3 separate regions of the Gossypium raimondii genome follow, and regions 2 and 3 are each linked to region 1. The links are chromatin contacts, called in public Hi-C maps. All regions are on one chromosome and are shown on one strand. Each heading gives the region's core, a stretch centred on a gene start, on an enhancer-like site or on the middle of the called end of the contact. The rest is flanking DNA. Distances are from core to core; before and after follow the strand shown.

Region 1 (4,146 bases), core at 1,213-3,712:
GGGCTACTTGATATTTATAATTTTTTTATATTTATTAAAATATATTTCATAAATAAAATTCTATAAAAATTATAATTTCATCAAAAAAATAATATGTATAATATTTTTATCTTTAATTTTTTAGTATTGACGTAATTATTTATTGCTTATTTTAAAGAATAATGTAATTTTTATTTGCTTATTTTTACATATTTATTAAATATTTTATAAAATATAGTTATATATTTATTATATCATAAATTTCATTATCTAAGTAAGTAATCCAAATGGTTATAAATATCATCTCCAATGAAGGGTTATAATGGTAAGACAAACCCTCCTACTAGAGGACTTTTTTATACAACGGTACCTAAAGCATCAATGAAAATTTTGAAATGCAGTTGCTTTACCATACTACAATGCTTATGTTCCACAAACCATTTTACCTTTTGTGAGAAAGCATAACAAAAGATATATCCATGAGATTTCATCTCACTATGAATGAGATGAATTCAAAGGAAGCCTTAGTCTCGAATGTGGTGGAACAGACAAAAGAAAAGGGACTTTCCTTACAAGTAAGAAGAATAAAGAGAGAAACCAAACCTCCAATTGCAACCAAATTGTATGAACTGGTTAATGTTAGCTTAGATGAAGATAGAATATGATAGTCAGGGCCCAACCGGGGGGGGTTAGCTTGTGTAGGGTTTTGGAAGAAAAGAAAACTTACTAGTAGTAGTAGTAGAGGAAAAACCGAAAAGGGAAGTCTGGCAGAAGCTGGCATGGGATGGTTGGTTTGAAAATTATACAAGGAGCATATTAATTGAGTTTGGAACATTGGTGCTGGCCCTGCTCCCCATATCTACCACTATGACATGTTCTTCTTCATAGTCCACAACATGGACAGCCACCAGTCAGCACCCTCCATACACTTTTGCTCATATCAAACTGTCAACCACTTGAAGACAACAACTGTGGCTCCCATCTCTTTGGAACTCACTTCATACCCAATGCCCAATGCCCAATGCCCTCCTTTTTATTCTATCAGCTACTCTTCTGCCTACTTCACAAATTATTTCAATTATCAAAAGGAATTGTAAATTTTAGAATTTAATTTATATCAAAGTGTAATATGATATTAATTGTATTTGGGAAACGAAAAAAAGTAAGATTCTGAATGTTTAACAATTAAATTAGGATACACTTAATGTGAGTGAAAGAGAATATTTTATGTAAAAAAATTATTTAACAATGATTACAAGGTAAAAATTGATATTTGGATGAGTAGCTTTTTGTTCTTTTATTTAAATAATATATAAAAAGACAAAAACGTCATCCTAATAATATTAATTACCATTTAAAAGCAATGATTTCCTAACCAATTTGATACTCAGTTAACAAAAGCAAAGCAGAACTCTTTCTGTTGCACTTTTCATTCATTGCAGATTCCTGACAAGTTTCTGAACCATTTTACTTGCGACCATTGCTTATCAGGAAGATATGATACTACTCCTATACGTTACCATAGACTTAAAATATTTACCCTGCTGACACATCAATCTTCCAGTGCCAAATCAAATGAACCAGAAACAAATCCTATCCAGTTTTTCGAATGCCATTTCCACAGATTTATTTCATGAATCTACTCGTCTCAAGGTTAAACTTTATATTCCAAGTGTACAAGCCCATTTGCCCGGGCCCAATTACAAAAACATAAAAAAACTAAACCAATTAAACTAACCCACCAGCCCAACTAACCCAATACCCTTCAGCCCAAACCAAGACCCAAGCCCAAATACTAAGGGTCAAACTAGGGTTTCAGCTTTTTGAAACCCTAGTGCTGCCGCACCCCACTTGCCCTGCCACTGCCGTTCTGCTGGCCGCCGCGCACGTCCCATCGCCGCTCACCTGCTCCCAACTGCTCACCTGCAACACGCAACATTAAGAAGCAAAAATAGAGTAAAAATAAAAAGAAAAAAGCTTGTAAAAGGCTATATAAAAGCCATTAAAAAACCGAAAATGGGGGGGGGGCTTCCTTTTCTTTTGTAATATTTTCACAAAAATACAACGAATTAATAAGAAAATCAAAAAAGCAAAAAAAAAGGTTGATCTCAGTCATTTTCTTTTCGGTTTTGCGTTTCTTTTTTGTTTATTTTCTTCCTTTTTGTTTATTTTCTATAACTTTTTAAACAAAACGAAAAAGAAAAGAAAAGGGATACTTACCTGTCTCGAAAGCCCGTCGTCGGAGACCATTTTCGGCGTTGGAATCGGACTGAAAGGGGTACGAAAGACCCCTCCTTTTTCATATCTTTCGGGCTAGGAAGGCCTGGTTTTCGTGTGTGTTGTGAATCGGGGCTAAAAGGCTTCTTTTGCGCAACGTCGGCCACCGTCCACGGTGGTGCTACGGCGGTGGCGCTAAAGCCGACAACCATGGTCGGTTAGAGGCCTGAGAGAGAGCTTTGCTCTCTGTTTTTTCTAAAGAAAGGTGAAACTGAAATTTTTTGAGGTTTTTTTTATATATTTATAATAAGCTTGAAACGGCGCCGTTTAAGCCCCATGACCCGCGTGTGATCCGACCCGCTCCAGGGGAGATCCGCGTGTTTTCATGAAATGGGCTATTTATGCAATAGGTCCCTCCGCTTTCGCAATTTGCTTCAATGTAGTATTTTTTATTTCGGCCTGTGGATTTTGCTTCTATTCCGATTTGGTCCTTAGACCAATTGCTGCCCATGGTTGAAACGCAGCGTTTCAGGACGGGGAAATATTTCCCCACAAGTCCCTCACGCTTTAAGCGTGTTTCACTTTGGTCCTGTATTATTCCTTTTGTTTATTTCATATTTAAGCCCCGAAGTTCGTTTAAAGTTTTAATTTAGTCCTTTTGTATTTTGTTTGTTTTCTTATTAAATAATAAATTTGATGTTATACTGTTACCATTAATTATTATTGCTGTTATTTGTTTATTTATATCTTTAAAATCTCAAAATTTATCATATATATATATATATATGTATATACTTATTTTGTATTTTTATATTTTATAATTTGTATCTATATATCTATATACATATTTTTATAAATATATACACATACTTATATGTTTTACATTTTCATATAGTTTTATATACATACATATTCTTACGTACACATACATATATTTTTTATACTTTAAAATTTTAACTTACGTACATATATATATTTTATTTTTTTTATTTTTTATTACTATTATTTCATTTGGTGTTCATTTACTTATTTATTTACATGCTCATTGTTATTATTATTATTTATTTAAGTGCATTAGTTTGTGTTTGCATATTTACTTTATTTTGTGTATACATTGTTGATTTCTTTTTATTATACATTTATCATCTTATTTATTTATCCTTTTTATTTGCATGCATTATTTTATTTGCATTATCATCATTATCATTATTTTACATTCACTTTTTACTCGGATTCGTCAAAAATAGAAATTTCAAAATAAATAATACTCGATATTTAGGACCTTCGAGAGAATCGAGCCATAACGTATTGGGTTCTGACTTTTTTTTCGTTGAATTTAAATAATCGATATTACTCTTTTGAAAATGATAAAAAGCTCGTTATCAAGAATTCAATATGTTGTGTTCTAACGCATTGGATGTGACATGTTGTTTTCTCGAGACGAGGATTTTTCGAAATAAATACAATATTCAATGTTTAATATTTTGAGAAATTGTGCCCTAACGTATTGGGTTGCGATTTCTTCATTTGATTTAAACAATTGAATATTCTTTTAAACTTTATTACACGAATCTTTTCAAACTCAAGTTTTAAATGATATTGGGAATTAAAAAATTATCGCGTTCTAACTTACTGGTCGTGAATAAATAAGCATTTTTCATTCGCGTATCGGGAATTTGAGACATTGTATTCTAACTTACTGGATATGATTCTCTTTCTCGAATAACGTGAAATATACCCATTTTCCTGAAAATTTTCAACGTTTTAATACAAGGATCGTATTTTTTTTTAAATTTCTTCCAAGTTATCAATTTTCGACATCAAGACATTAATAAATCAACTAGGTACCAATTTTGGGCGTTACGAGGGTGCTAATCCTTCCTCGTACGTAACCGACTCCTGAACTCGCTTTCTAAATTTCGTGGACCAAAATCGTTGTTTTAATAAAAT
Region 2 (4,146 bases), core at 799-3,298, 210 kb before region 1:
TTTAATGTGAGCCACTTGGTCCAAGATGGTGTTTAATCATAAAATTAGCATTAGCGGATGATAATTGTCACTATTATACATCATGTAATCTCTTCAACAATCCAGATTATCACTGGAAAATTCCAGTGTTGTGGCTATTTCTTTGACATTGACACTGCTGTTGTTTGACACTCGGCCTTGCCTCCCTGACATTAATTTTTGGTTCAGGCGGCATCCAACTCCCACCAGAGAAATGCTTGAACCTTTGTTGTGCACTGCTGCTGCCATTGGACTCGACTTGGATGTTTCATCGTCAAAGGCGTTGGCTGATTCCCTTGACCATGCTGTGGTAAGGTTCCTATTCGTTATATATTTGTCTGACAGTTCAGCTGACTTACCACCTCAGATGATTCCTTTTCTAGACATTTCTTCATCCAACTTCTTGCTTGTCTGGCTTCTTTTCTTTTTTTTCCATCTTTGCTACTTGGGACACGTTCATGTATTTGTTTGGCCTCTCTCTTTCATAGTTGATTCTTACATCTGAGAAAAACTGCCTTGCAGCGTGATGATCCTTACTTTAATAAGTTGATTCGGATACTGGCAACTAGGTGTATGACTCAGGTAAAGTTAGCTAGGAAATTTTTTCAATCTCCAGATGGTTTTGACCTACGCACTTTTTAACTTGGTACTAATTTGCCTTGGTTTCAAATTAGGCTGTTTATTTCTGTAGTGGGGATCTCAGCCCTCCAGAATATCATCATTATGGGCTTGCTGCGCCCCTATATACTCATTTCACTTCTCCTATTAGGAGATATGCAGGTTTGTGAACAAAAATTTGTTTGTTACTTTACCTTTTCTTGCTGATGTATGCTTGATGATACTATTGCTCAAGTATGGAACCTTCCTTGCAGATGTGATTGTGCACAGGTTGCTTGCTGCATCTCTAGGGATCGATAAGCTTCCACCAGTTTTCCAGGACAGATCTCAACTAACTAGCATTGCTGATAGTAAGTTTTTTTTTCCTTTCATACTGTTTTTGAGGCTTCCATGGATTTGGGTAACAAACTTCACATACCCATGATATCCATTCTCAGCTTCCTATGCATTTTACCTGTTTCAGATCTGAATTATCGACATAGGAATGCCCAAATGGCAAGCAGGGCCTCTGTTGAGCTCCATACTCTCATTTACTTCAGAAAACGGTAACTGCCTTGGCCTCTCTCATGGAATTGAAACTGCCTTCTATAGAGCATAATGAATAATTGCACATGTTTTGAATTTATTTATTTATCTTATGCTGCAGGCCCACTGACACAGAAGCCAGAATAGTGAAGATAAGGTCCAACGGGTTCATTGTGTTTGTGCCCAAGTATGAACTTAGATCTTTTATGCTGGATTATCTGTATATGTTCCTCGTGTCTTTCTTTTTCTATCTGCTGTGTCTAGGCAGGAAAAGATAATGTTTTGGCACTTGTGTTTGTTGGGTGGAGAAAAAAGTAACATGAGTTTATGTTATATAAATGAACAGATATGGAATAGAAGGCCCGGTGTACTTGACAGGCAGAGGAGAGAAGGGAAGCGGGGAGTGGCATGTGGACGAGCAGCAGCAGAAGATTGTAAAGATGGACAATAGTAATAGTAATAGCCTTTCCTACAGTGTTCTGCAATCAGTGAGGATCCACATGGAGGTTGTGGAACCCCAACCCAACCGCCCTAAACTGCAGCTTACTCTTATTTCCTAGAAGTAGAAGATAACATCAACATGCACAAAGGAGGAGCTTTTATTAGGTTATATAGAGTGTTGTATTATTATATAAGATGCAAATGGAATGAATCTTGTTGTGGTAATTATAGTAACTGGCCTTTGGTTTGGGTTAATTGATGTTGGATTGACACAAGAAACATTTTTGTTCATGGAGTGCGTGTTCCTATTTCTATATGTTATTTTTGCAATAACAAAAAGAATGAATAAATAAACTAACACAACTTGTTATTACTGCTAGATAGTAGAAAAATGCATTTGGGTGGGCGACAAACAAGTAGACCTAATCAGATGGATGTGCATTTTGATTATTTTATGCGCTGATGCATGGAACATGTGGGACCCAGGAAACTGCAATGAAATAAATGTCCTAAAGTGACCTTAATCAACGCCCCTAAAATACATCTCCCCCCCTTTTCTTTCATTGGTTTTGATTTCACATGATTCGTGGATGTGGGTCACATGGCATTGGCAGAGAACCCCCCTTGTAACGTTTTACCATCATCATACCATGTCATCTCTCACCTATTGCAATTTACAGGAAAGCCCATTTCCCCATTTTCAATCTCAAATTGCAGTAAGAAATGCAATGCAAAGTGTACATGTATTATTAGCATGCATGATGATGGATGGAGCATGGAGATGAAGACCAAAGAGGGACGGATGTAGTGTGTCCTTTTGTGGTGATTCCATTGTATGAAGTAAGAAATGAAGTCAAATTAATAGGCAGGCAGCCTCCTTAAGGCTCAAACTCATTCAGTGTCACCTCATCCTCCCTCCCTCCGACTCCGATGTCTCCCCCACATTTCCCTCCTTTGTCAGAAATCCAACACACACACCCTTTTAATTTAATATAAATACTATTAATTTTTTCAAAAATAAAATTAAAAAAAAAAGACAACGACGAGCATAGCAGAGTAGAGCACGAGACAGACATCTGTAGCAGATCACACACCACCGCCCTCGCCTCCTCCCCTACCTTTCACTTTGAACCCATTTCCCATCTACATTACCATCCCCCTTTTGGAGACCTCAGCCACTCCGATCTCCGCCCATGGCTGCAGCCCTCGAGTGCTGGTCCAGCCGAGCCACCACCGCCGATGACGACATGGTCGAGCAGGTTTTGATGCGCTCCAACGACCGATCCGAGGACACCTCCTCCTCCTCCTCTGCTTCTGCCAAACTTGAAGCCCCGTCCGCCAAGAACAAACGGTTCCAGAGGTTGAGCAGGAACGTCTCTGAGGCCATTGCCTCTCTCAAGAACTCTCTCAATCTCGACACTTCCTCCCCACGTGATCAGCTTCCTCCTCCTGTTCCTTCTGTCCCTTCATCTTCCTCCAAGGCCGACGTTTGCCGGAAAGTGGTCTGGGGTACCGTTGTACGGAACTTGACTCAGCTTTACCCTGGAAGCCAGTTGCCTGAGAAGCTTGTCTCCAATATCCGCAAGCATTATGATTCCTTGCCTCTCAGGTCCCCTTCCCTTCCCTTCCCTTGCCTCTTCCTTCTTCCTACTCAGTTTAGGGTACTCTGAAAATTGCAACAACAATCAACAGGATCCTAAAAGCAGTTTCCTATCAGCATGGGTTTTTCATCTTTGTTTTTCCTTGGCTTTCAAACAGTGAAAGTTCGGGTTTCTTATAATTATTTTTACTATTATTATTTTCTTCAAATGTTTAAAGTGGCCTTGCCTTAGTTACTGCTGAAATGTTCTAGTTCTTCTCCCCCCCAATTATGCTTTTCTTTTTTGTAATTTTCTTTTGATTGGGTATTATGTTGACAGTTATGCACAGGCGGGATTTGATATGAAAGAAGTATTTCTACATATAAAATTGATAGAGCAGGCATCAGGGGATGATCACCCTGCTATATTTATTCAGCAAACATCTGATGATGAGGTACAAGGTTGCGTGTTTAAGCTCACATTTGCTTGTAATTCTTCCTTTTCTTGGTCTGCCATGTCTGGTGCTCTTGATTCTGCTTCCATCTGTTGCAAGAAGATACAGATATTTGAGAAGAAAGGGTTCACCCTTGGAATTATTCTCTTCTTGGTTCAATCCGCCCACGACAAGTTTTTTAAATCCCATGTCGAGAGTGCCCTTAAATCTGCTCTTCGGAAGCCCAAGACGACCACTGTTAAACTACCATTTGGACTTTGTGGATGTCAGGAGGAGAGTACTAAAGGGAGAGACTTTGGGGAAATTGAGGAAGAACCAAGTGAGCAAACTCACAGAAAAGGGATTGAAAATCCAAATACCAGGATTCAGCTTCCAATGCCTCTGCCCTCTTCATCGTTTGTCGTATTGGTTGATGAATGGCAAACCATTCAATCAGGGGCAGACGAGATTGGGAAATGGCTATTGAACTCCGACAGTCTTGAGTTTATTGATCAGATTGCACCCAACTCT
Region 3 (4,146 bases), core at 490-2,989, 140 kb after region 1:
ATGTTATGATTCAGATAACTTAAATAATCTAAGAGAATTCTAAATGCAAGTTCAATTGCTATGGTTGCACTTGCATAAATTTTGCAAAATTCCCTGGAAAAAAAAGTTTAGGTACTCATTGACCCCATTGTTTCTAAGGGTTGGCTATATAAAGCAAGGTAGCAAGACTCGCACGGAAAAGCCATTAAAAAAGCCAACAACGATGAAATGATGGTACAGACCTGATAGTAATAAGCTGGATGGAATTCCCATTCAGTCAGAGGTTGGTCGGCAGTGCCTACTGGTAGAGAGGAAGTGCTTGGAAGAGTGGCAGAGCTTGAGTCAAGCAACTCAGCGAAAACCAAAAACTGCCTGCTGAGCCATTCCCAGTGAAGAAAAATGACATTTGGATCTCCAACAAGGCTCTTGTAGGAGACAACGTGTTGGCGGAACCATGTAATTGCTTCTCTGAGCTTTCCACCATGCAACAACAAAGTGCAAATCTTGAAATGCAAGTGCTCAGCAACAATTTTGATCTCAAATAAGCGTTGTATTGGAGGCAATCTTGTTGAGGTAGCAACCATCTAAATGAATAGCATTGACATAGATGGTAGCAGTGACAAGTAGAAGGAACTAAGTAACTAGTATTAAGTATGATAAACAGAAGGATGGTAAAGAAATAGGATAATTAGGGAAGAACCTCGCGCAGGGCATGATAGGCATCCTCATAAAACCTCAAGGCTTCAGCCCAGTCTCGTCGGAACTCTGCATACACAGCAACCTACCCATTTTGTGAACCAATGAGCCAATACATAAGGAATTAATAATATGAAAAAGTGAGGAAAGCTATTCTTTTATTATTATTACTTTAAAACAGTAGCGAACTTGGAGATCGGGAGAGGAGAAATTCTTCTTTTCAATGCGAGCTTTAATCCTTCGACCTTCTTCTCTGTAAAAAGTAGTTTCTAGTTCGGCAAAACTGGCGCTCAACCTGACAGACATTACAATGTATGGGATATAGTTCATACAGCAATTAATTCAGTAAAGTACTAATTATTGTTAGATAAAAAGGGGAGGGGGGGGAATTGAGCACCTTTGAAGAGAGTTATTGAGTTGAGAAGGATCGGGGTTGAAGAGGAGAAGGTACTTGGAATCGACCTCTGCTCGCTTCCGTAAGGCAAGCAGGCGATCTTCACTAATGTCATCGGATTGGCCCACCACAACGAGCAGCAACAATTTGGTGTTCCTGGGACGAATAGCGGCTTTTAGGTCATCCAGATCGGAGCAGACTTGGACCCACTGGGCAGGGTCACCGGAGACATGATCCCAGGAGAAGAGGGCGGCCACCACGGCGGGGATCTTAGTGCGGTGCTTGACCAGCCAATCCCTTTTCAAAAATCCGGCGGGGGAAGAAGAAGGGGAGGGCGGGCGATGGAGGAGATGGGAGAGCTTGGAGAAGTTGGGCAAGGCCAAGGTGTTGATAGGATGCTGCTGGGAGAGGAGGTGGGTGGTTATCGCCCCATGCTGCTCTGGGCATCCTACCAATGCTACCAGCGCCACTGGTGGACTCCTCAATTCTTCTGGGTACTCTTCCATTTACTCTCTGCACTTGGAATTTCTTGATACTTTCGTCTTTTTCTTTGTATTTTTTTTTTCTACAACAGAATAGAAGACGATGATGGATCAGTTTCTGATTTTTAGGCCTGATTTCATTATCAGTATTTGGGCTTCTCTTCCCCACCCCAAACCACTAATATGGCTACTAGCTGCCTGCCTACTCCAAACAATGCTTTGCCTTCACTTTCAAGGGTTTCCTTTTTTCTCAATGTTACAAAGTCACAAAAGATTCGATTAAATTTGTAGATTAGATATTATTTAGAGAGGATATGCTCTATCAATGTTGTTTGTTGTTTTCATAGTTAGAAGACTTGAATTTAAAACTTTAATTAAAAAGTATCCATGTAACACTTTGATACCAATTTGATTTTCAATTCTGAGTTACTAGGTATTACATTCGTTGCTAGAAAAACTACGATCAACTATATTCAAATTATATTTTTAAATGATCAATTTCAACCCACATGCATATAATACAAAATACAATCGTTTTCGGATCTTATACGAGTTTACGAAAGTTCTAAAACTAATTTGAAGTCGAATTAGGACCAATTGTAAAAATTTCAAAACATTAGGTTGACGTTACAATATCAGGGGGTTCCTCGTCACAACGTAACATACTGAGTAAACCTTGTTGCCACGTTCAATATTCAATGTCGCGCAGTGGCATGGCAACTAATCTCATTGCGATGGGACAAATGACTACCTCTAGAAGTACTAACGTCCAGAGTAGAAATCTTGCACAAAATATATTAAAAAGAGTGGTATCTATAAGTATACAATTCAGGTTGTAATATAGTTACAACGTAGTAGATGAGTACTCCGAAGATTGTACCCAAGGGAGGCGAGCACTAAATTAATTCTAACCTAAGCACAAATAGATCTAATTAGTACTTTAGGTAGATTATATTACAATCAAATATAAAGAAAGGTTTTTGAGATTTTTATAATAATAATAATACAATAAATAAATAAGTAACGAGAAATCAAATAGTAGAATATGTTAAATCTGAGTATGGGTGATTAGCTCGCTTCGGTAATCATAACCAATTGTTGCTTCAGGTTTTCTTGTTTAATCAACTAGTCAATATCCCAGCAGGATCTTCCAATCTAGAATAACAAGTCAGCAATAACTACTTATCCTTCGACCTCACAATCCACACTGGTTCCGGGGTTAAGGTGTCCACGAATAGGTCATACCAATTTTGGGTTAATTCCTACTTTAATGACTTTCTAGGGTCATCAAGACTAGGGTTTAAGTTCTTCCTTTCCCAAACAGTTGATTCGCTAAGAGAACCCTACAAAACAGTTAATTAATCATACCTCCACTCTCTAATCCCTCACAAGAGGATTAGCTCCTTATGGATCTTTAAACAATATAGACTTGATATATAGAATAAACATGAATAACAATTCAAGACTATAAAGTTAGCAGAAGCCTGATTTGTATTGAATAAAATGCCGAATCCTTACAGAGTTTGATCAAGTTTGCAAATCTGATCTCTTCCGTAAAAGTAAAAGAACAAAACTGAAATAAACCTAAAGCCTAAAAAAGAGAAAAAACTAAAGACTAAAACTAGGAATAAAATTATACAATATGAAAAGTTGTCCATAACATGTGTTGAATGAGCCCATTTATAGATTTAAAATAGTCGTCGTCCTTAACCCCAGGTCAACTGTTGTCCTTGTGTTTAATGTTTGATTGTGCAGACCAAAACATCTCTGGCTCGTAATTACTTCCTATACAGAGGTGATATCGCAACACACCAGGTCCTGTGTCGCGACATCGAAGGCAATATGCTTCATCTTCAAGATATCTTCAGGGGTGTGTCGCGACACCGAATGCAATCTTGAATTATTATATTCTACTCATTATTGTTGCGACATTTAACTCTCCGTGTTGCAACAGAAAGACCAGTATCGAGTTAGTACACCTTCTAATGGTCTTCTACATGCTCACAAAGCATATTAGTTCACCTTTAGGCCTCATTTTTCCCCTAAGGTCAATAAAAGACTCAATTTACACATTTTATTTAATACAAATAGAATTACAAAAGCTTAACTAAAACTTAACCAAAGTGCTTGTATTCAAGCTCCTAAAGTGTGAAAACTAGTTTAATCTGCTACACTGAATTACGACAGATCAAACTCCCCTACACATAAGTCATTGCTTGTCCTTAAGCATAGCAACAAAAAATAGTAAATGAAAAGATGATCCTTGAACCAGTATGGCACAAATGTTGGTTTTGGAGCACATGAATAAGCATTGTATATTTACACATAATCTCGGTATAATATATAGCTGACTTACCACTTCAAATATCAAACACCTAAGTTCAGTACATTACAAAGCATACAAACATTAAGGGTCTCAAATGTAAGAATCTGTCAATAAATTATATAAGTAATTTGATTATCATAGTAGAATACAAACAGTTGTAAATACAATTATTCAATATGATGTCAAATTGTAAATAAGTCTATCTAGATCACATAGGGTTTTTCGACTTGTAATGTTCTAAGGCTTGGGATAGGTATGGAGTTCAAGAA

Evidence for each region. A called contact is a pair of places that touch in the nucleus more often than the background predicts.
Region 2: a contact with region 1 is called in a Hi-C map of leaf, with 2.6 times the contacts expected there. The contact joins the promoter of LOC105800695 here to the promoter of LOC105800748 in region 1. A contact is called at or near these places in 2 of 2 Hi-C or Micro-C datasets (both in leaf).
Region 3: a Hi-C map of leaf shows a contact between it and region 1, with 4 times the contacts expected there. The contact joins the promoter of LOC105800759 here to the promoter of LOC105800748 in region 1. A contact is called at or near these places in 2 of 2 Hi-C or Micro-C datasets (both in leaf).

What each region holds. Positions count from the first base shown.
Region 1 is chr7:15,856,818-15,860,963 of ASM2569854v1, reverse strand. It overlaps LOC105800748, which reads right to left and starts at 2,462. Exons shown (of 2, transcript XR_001135850.2): 1 at 2,200-2,462; 2 at 1,581-1,902. It overlaps LOC105800733 (a long non-coding RNA gene), which reads right to left and starts at 970. Exons shown (of 2, transcript XR_008197533.1): 1 at 707-970.
Region 2 is chr7:16,062,125-16,066,270 of ASM2569854v1, reverse strand. LOC105800695 (receptor like protein kinase S.2) reads left to right here and starts at 2,048. Exons shown (of 3, transcript XM_012631969.2): 1 at 2,048-3,211; 2 at 3,522-4,146. The coding sequence starts at 2,796. It overlaps LOC105800686 (exosome complex exonuclease RRP44 homolog A), which reads left to right. Exons shown (of 24, transcript XM_012631957.2): 18 at 208-328; 19 at 541-600; 20 at 693-798; 21 at 891-986; 22 at 1,100-1,181; 23 at 1,283-1,348; 24 at 1,508-1,893. The coding sequence ends at 1,721.
Region 3 is chr7:15,720,743-15,724,888 of ASM2569854v1, reverse strand. LOC105800759 reads right to left here and starts at 1,739. Exons shown (of 7, transcript XM_012632063.2): 1 at 1,073-1,739; 2 at 847-970; 3 at 680-760; 4 at 222-563. The coding sequence starts at 1,575.